Linked DNA regions of Danio rerio: region 2 is linked to region 1. The links are chromatin contacts, called in public HiCAR-type maps. All regions are on one chromosome and are shown on one strand. The core of a region is the stretch at or near the end of the contact, and the rest is flanking DNA. Distances in the headings are between cores, read along the strand shown. Region 1 holds the start of map4k3a (mitogen-activated protein kinase kinase kinase kinase 3a). Region 2 holds the start of pgap4 (post-GPI attachment to proteins GalNAc transferase 4).

The links. HiCAR-type assays count read pairs that join an accessible place to other places.
Region 2: a HiCAR-type map of caudal fin shows a contact between it and region 1, with 4 times the contacts expected there. The contact joins the promoter of pgap4 here to the promoter of map4k3a in region 1. A contact is called at or near these places in 2 of 4 datasets of contacts at active chromatin or transcription factors (caudal fin and embryo).

The regions. Positions count from the first base shown.
Region 1 is chr11:32,743,607-32,746,763 of GRCz12tu, reverse strand. It overlaps map4k3a (mitogen-activated protein kinase kinase kinase kinase 3a), which reads left to right and starts at 1,422. Exons shown (of 33, transcript XM_073916889.1): 1 at 1,422-1,590.
Region 2 is chr11:32,871,374-32,874,670 of GRCz12tu, reverse strand. It overlaps pgap4 (post-GPI attachment to proteins GalNAc transferase 4), which reads right to left and starts at 1,506. Exons shown (of 2, transcript NM_001077341.1): 1 at 1,391-1,506. It also overlaps a transcript of slc8a1a not described here and a transcript of mala.1 not described here.

The DNA of each region.
Region 1 (3,157 bases), core at 173-2,672:
AATATTTGACTAGATATTTTTCAAGACACTTCTATACAGCTTACAGTGACATTTAAAGGCTTAACTAGGGTAATTAGGTTAACTAGACAGGTTAGGGTAATTAGGCTGGTTATTTTATTATGATGGTTTGTTTTGTTGACTATATCGAAAGAAAATACCCTTATTTGAAATACCATTAAAAGCTGCTTTTATTCTAGCCGCAATAAAACAAACAAGACTTTATTTAGAATAAAAAAATATTATCAGGCATACTGTGAAAATTCCCTTGCTCTGTTAAACATCATTTGGGAAATATTTAAAAAAGAAAACAAAAAATTGAAATTGGGGCTAATGATTCTGACATTCTATATATATTCTATATATATATTCTATATATATATTCTATATATATATATATATATATATATATATATATATATATATATATATATATATATATATATATATATATATATATATATATATATATATATATCCTCAGAAATTTTAATCGTTAAGTAAAAGCATTACAAACCACCAACTATTTCCATTAAAACCAATAAATGCCAATGGTTTCTATTGTATTCTGGGACAAATTTGGGATTTGTTATTTTACATGTCACCTAATTATTTTCTAACAGTTGTCCATATAGGGAACATGCATTTTCACATTTAAATTAATGCAATTCTCATTATAGCTATTAAAACCATTACAAAATATTTTTTTTCAGCAGCAACGGCATTTATGTAATATCCAAAACAGATTAATATTTAAGTTACATTTTTTATTTATTTATGCAAATTAGGATTTCATAAAATACTCTTTCAAGCATTAAATAATAATGCCATCTTTAGCAGTCAAATTTTGCATTCCCATTTTAATCTTACATATTTAACTCACCTTATTTAGTAAAATATTTTACATTAAATATTTAGTTTTTAATATTATTACTATCATCATCATCATCATTATTATCATGATGATCATCATTATTATTATTATTGTTATTATTATTATTATTATTATTATTATTATTGGAAGCAGCCAAAGACATCAATAGTAGGAACAAAACATGCTATGGAAGTCAGTGGCTCCAACGTTCTTCAGAATAACTTCCTTTGTGTTCAGCAGAAGACAGAAACTCAAACTGGTTTGTAAGAAGTGAAAATAATGATGTCAGAATCTTCATTTGTGGGTGAACTATCCCTTTAAAGCTAAAAAAAACTATCCATAACAAACAAAATATCAAACCATGTCACTGTCAACATATAGTCAAGCTTTAGTATAAGAAAACTAACACACTTTTGAGAACATTTCAGACAAGGTTAGTATATAAAATTGGCTAAACACAGGTTATCTGCTGTTTTATATGCGTGGTCATCTGACCCACCCATCCTCCTCCTCCTGCTCCTTCTTCATCCTCCCATTCCAAACATTCTCCACTCTACGAGCTCTGCGCATGCGCAGTGGAACTCACGGGAAGCCATGTTAAAGTTACAGACAAGTACTGAGACTGAGATTCCCTTCTGACGCCGTATGTTTGTTTTTTTGCTCTTTTCTCATTTCGTTCGCGTCAGGGACCCCAGCAAATCTAACACTGACTGTCAGAGGTAGGAGTCCCCACGATGAACTCTAGTTTCGATCTGTCTAGGCGAAATCCGCAAGAGGATTTCGAGCTTATCCAGAGGATAGGCAGCGGGACCTACGGGGATGTTTACAAGGTAAAAATGTGTTTTCTATAAACAGAGCCCGTCTTTTGGACAGTGCTGTCCACATTTAAAGGGCTGATTCCTTAGAATAACACCAGTGTAAGGTATATTGGAGTTTAAATGCTGTAGATATGCAGTCATAAATTGTACTTCTCTGAACTGGACAAGCTGGGACACTGATCACTTAAAGGTGCACTCAGTCATTTTTTTGCTAATTAAAAATTTTGCCACTCAGTTAAATGATTAGCAATGTGGAGGAATATATTTCAAATGATGCACATTCGTGTGATATAAATGCTAAAGAGCTATCAGTCTTTTAGTAAATGCTGTTTTATTCTACATGGAGCAGGTCCCTCATGGGCACCGCCATGTTGACATCACATGACCAAACCTGTCATGCCGTTTTTAGGCTACTGTAAATGCACATTAAACCAAATCAGTTTGATTCATTAATTATGTACAAAATGGTGTGGTGAATCCGATAATTATATCAATGTCTGTGGTGTGAAACAGAGGAAAACATAGACCAAAAGAAATAAAACTAAAGTTAAACAAACTGCTATTTACTGTGAAGGGACTAAACTTGGTAAACGTAATTCATGCATCCAGGCCAGTGGGTTGTCAGTTTGAAGATCTAAATCACTAATGGTCAAAACCGAATAACGCTGAGAATGACTAAATTCCTACTTCAATACTAAATACACACCCATACCTATAGGAAACGTGAACTGAGTATGTCTGATTGCATCATATTCATAAACTGATAGGCCTATAGTACTTATGACCTACTTCCTACGAGATTCAGAAATGCACTTTTATTGGACACTTTATCCAGAGGCCACAGGAGAAAATTACAGAAATAGTTTATTTTAGTTAAGATGATGCATTCGATCGCATGGCAGTTACAAAAAGGCGAGTGTAAAGGCTAAAGCAAGCACAGAACATTCCAATTTGTTTTTTAATGGGAAACCAAATAGGGTTGTCTTGATACTGGAATTGGATACCAATTGGTACTGAAATTTTAAAAACGTCCATATCCCGCTAACGTTTGAGCACTGTGGAACACGTTCTTATTTGCCATTGTGTTCATGTGATCAACAGAAATGACTGTGATTGGCCAAGTCAATCAAAGTCACGTCGATCAGCTGATTTGTCTATTAGCTGACATACGAGTGATCCGCTAATGAATCGCAGCTTTAAAATACTCCAGTGTCCCTTTATCTGTGGTCACATGCAATAAACAGCGGCGAGTTCGGTAAACTGATGACCTTCTCAGCCAATCACAGTCATTTCTGTTGATCATGTGAACACAATGGCAAATCAGAGCTGTTTAAGAACATGCTCCACATGGTTTAAATGTTCACGGGAAATGGAAACTTCAGTACTGATTGGTATCTAATTTGAGTATTGTGACAACTCCTAAACCAAATATTAATATTCTGGGAACTTTCTCTCTACCTCCGGCTCC
Region 2 (3,297 bases), core at 257-2,756, 130 kb before region 1:
ACATTATTACAAGTTTTGCTTGCTAACAACACAACTGAAAGCGTGCTAGATGTAATACAGTTTTCATTCAGAATTGTAGTATTATTGGCGAATGACATGAACTAGGGTTGTCTGCTGTCATCTTTAAGGTGCATGCGTTCGTGTTTCAGGAGGTGTGGCTTTGGAGCAGGGGAGGGACTGTGTTTCAAATACATTATGCTAACCAATTAGCATTTTGGCAGATCACCTACTGCACCTACTATTTTTTTTCTTCTGTAGGTTATTGATTAAAATATGGTAATTCTAATAGTTAAATAAAGTAATTGTGATTTTTGGAAATCACCAAGCGAACCCCAATTTGGTAACCATTGATTTAAACCTTATAGCAGATGCCCATAGTTACATTTCCCCTATTTTTAATCTCCTAGTAAAGATGATTAAATATACAATACATATAGTATATATTTTTGTCAAATTTTAACATATGCATTATGAGTGATTGTTCTATATTTATACTGTAGATGTCTTTTTTTATATAATGGGAAAATGCCAAAAAGGCGTACGTAACAGTTTTGAGGTAAGGTTGGTTTTATATTTACACTTTCGGACTGTCTCCTTAATCATATAATTTCAAAAAAAGTTATATTTGTAAACTCTAAATAGTGAAATCATATTTGCAGCCAATGACCATCAAAAGTACAACAGTATTCAATTGAATAAATAGTGCTAGTGTTGTTTTTAAGTCATATCTAGATGTAATTTCAGACTGAATATTCAAAGTACCATGGTAAACCAATATTGAAGAAGCATGTCACAAGCTGTCATTGAACGAATGAGCGAATATAAATGTTTTGACCTTATTCATAAAGCTTAACTGTTATGTTAAGGTCAATTTGTTATATGCACACTAGTTAAAGATGAAATGTCACATTTAAATTAAAGTGATTTCATACTTTTACTCAAATTTGAACATCAATATTTCAGAATTTTGAGAAACTATTATACTTTCTTTCGTAGAGAAGGTTCGTACTGGAGACAGTATAACACATGGTTGACATAACTCGGGGAGACAAGCTTTAAATACATATTTGCTTTGAAATATTATATATAGAAACTATTTATGTGTAACGTTATATTTCGGTTTACTAGGAATTATGTCGACGTGTTACGAAAAACGTCTACTATAACACATTATAAAAGTTCGTGAGAGCTTTTTATATGCATACAGTCACAAGGCACTCGGAAAGAGCAGCAGAAGCTACTCGTGTAGAAAAAAAGTACAACAGGCTAGTGAACAGGCATGTGTAAATAAGAAGACAAACCCGGAAGCAGAATGTTATTTAGCGGCCCGTTAAGTAAAATAACAACAAATGGTAGCAAAGCATAAACTATTTTAGCATTTCTACGTTACCTCTCATAATGTGGATGTTCAGCACCCAATGAATTCTCAACAGCTGCCGAGAGTGAAAGGGAGGCCAAAGATCAGTTTTTTAGCCTAAGTACTCAAATCAGTTCAAAACAGTAACGTAGATGGCGTCTTACCGTAATACAAGGACAAACTGCGCGTTTAATTAGTGATGCACAAATGTTGCGCGTTTCTTGCTTAGTGTTTCGAATAAATATACATATAAAAGTGTACATTGTGGAAAATAAAGGTAATACTTTTATGGATTCAGTTCGTATTTCACAGCTCAAGGTGAAAACGACTTAAAAACGATGATTGGTTCGTCACTAATAACGCTGAGTACAGTAACCAAAACCACGTGATAACGTCTTCATGTACTGTACCACACACTAGCCACTAGATGGCAATGTGACATTAAAAAAAAACAGGCAGCTGCGTGGACTACGTGATACTCGGTAAAATATTTCTCAAATATAAACAACGTTTGTAACGTTAGTAAGTTTTATGATTGAGTGCCGAAAACGTTCGGACAAAATAAGCGAAAAAGCTCTTGCAAAAAGTGGTAAAGCAGAGCAAGTACGTTTCGTGACTGAAAAATCTGCAGAACCTCAACTGTAAGTTACAATCAATAACTTGGGTGTAATCAGTCTTTTTGGAAATGTTTTTATTTGTCATTTAATAGAAATGAACCGTGGTGTTACTACAACAATCATGGGTTAACTATGTTTAATATAGCAAAACCATAGTAACCACAACATTTACGATGGTTTTTACCATAGCATTTTCATTAAACACATTAAAACTATTGTTTTATAACAGTACTATAACCTTAGGCCCATGTTTTAAAGTAAAACCATAGTAGCTTTTAACAAAGCAAGTCAAACCATAGTAAGTATAAATCAGAGTTCCCATGCTTCTTGAAAGTACTTAAAAGTATTCTTATTTCAGACATACAGTATGGATTCAAGGGCTGCAAGTTCTTAAAATCAAACACATGCCATTGAAAGTGCTTGAATAAAATTAGAAATGAAATTTGTTTATGGTTTTATTTCAACATTTTTACTCAATTGTCAAAAACTAAATAAATAAAAAAAACTGAAAAAGTCCTTGAATTAAAAACCTTACATTTAAATATTGTACAATAGCACTGACATGTTATCAATATTTCAGAAACTGCATTTGAATATAACCAGTATCGAATTCAACAAATTTGATTAAAGTTCTTTAAACATGACTTTTTAAAACAGTCAAACTTTTTGAAAATCACTCAACGTAAATATTAAGTGTAAATGAAATGTTAAGTACTTTCATTGTGCATATGGTGCTTGTTTTTAAACGAATGGTGCTGTAAAAAGTAATCCAAAGTCCTTGAATCTGCTGTTCATGAAAGCGTGGAAACCCTGATTAATGTTAAATTAAAATAAAGTACATTTACTATTGATTTTATTAAGTATTTGCAATCAAACTATAGAATAATTACTATGTTTATTGCTGTAAAACCATGAGAAACAGAAACCTAAACATCTTACTACAATAGTCATAAGACCCTCCCTCCCTCTCCCTGTCCCTCTGTGTGTGTGTTTTAGGAAAAGCGTAGTAAATACAACATTAACCATGTTTTTACAACTGTTCGAGCTTAAATACTGTTGGAGTAAATCTGTGTAAAAACCAGTAAATGCCACTTCATAAGCCCTTATGACCACCTTTTGCCACTACACATGGCATAGGACTGCAAGAATATTTCATTGATTAGCTGCCGTGTGTGAAACTGAATTCTGAGTCATGCTCTGACGCTCTGACTCATGTTCTCTTCACCTGTGTTCTACTTAAACACAATGAAATCGAACCCACCCAGGTAACCAGATCACAACTTATTATTATCCAAACGGTAAAACGAATGTTGCAACATATTT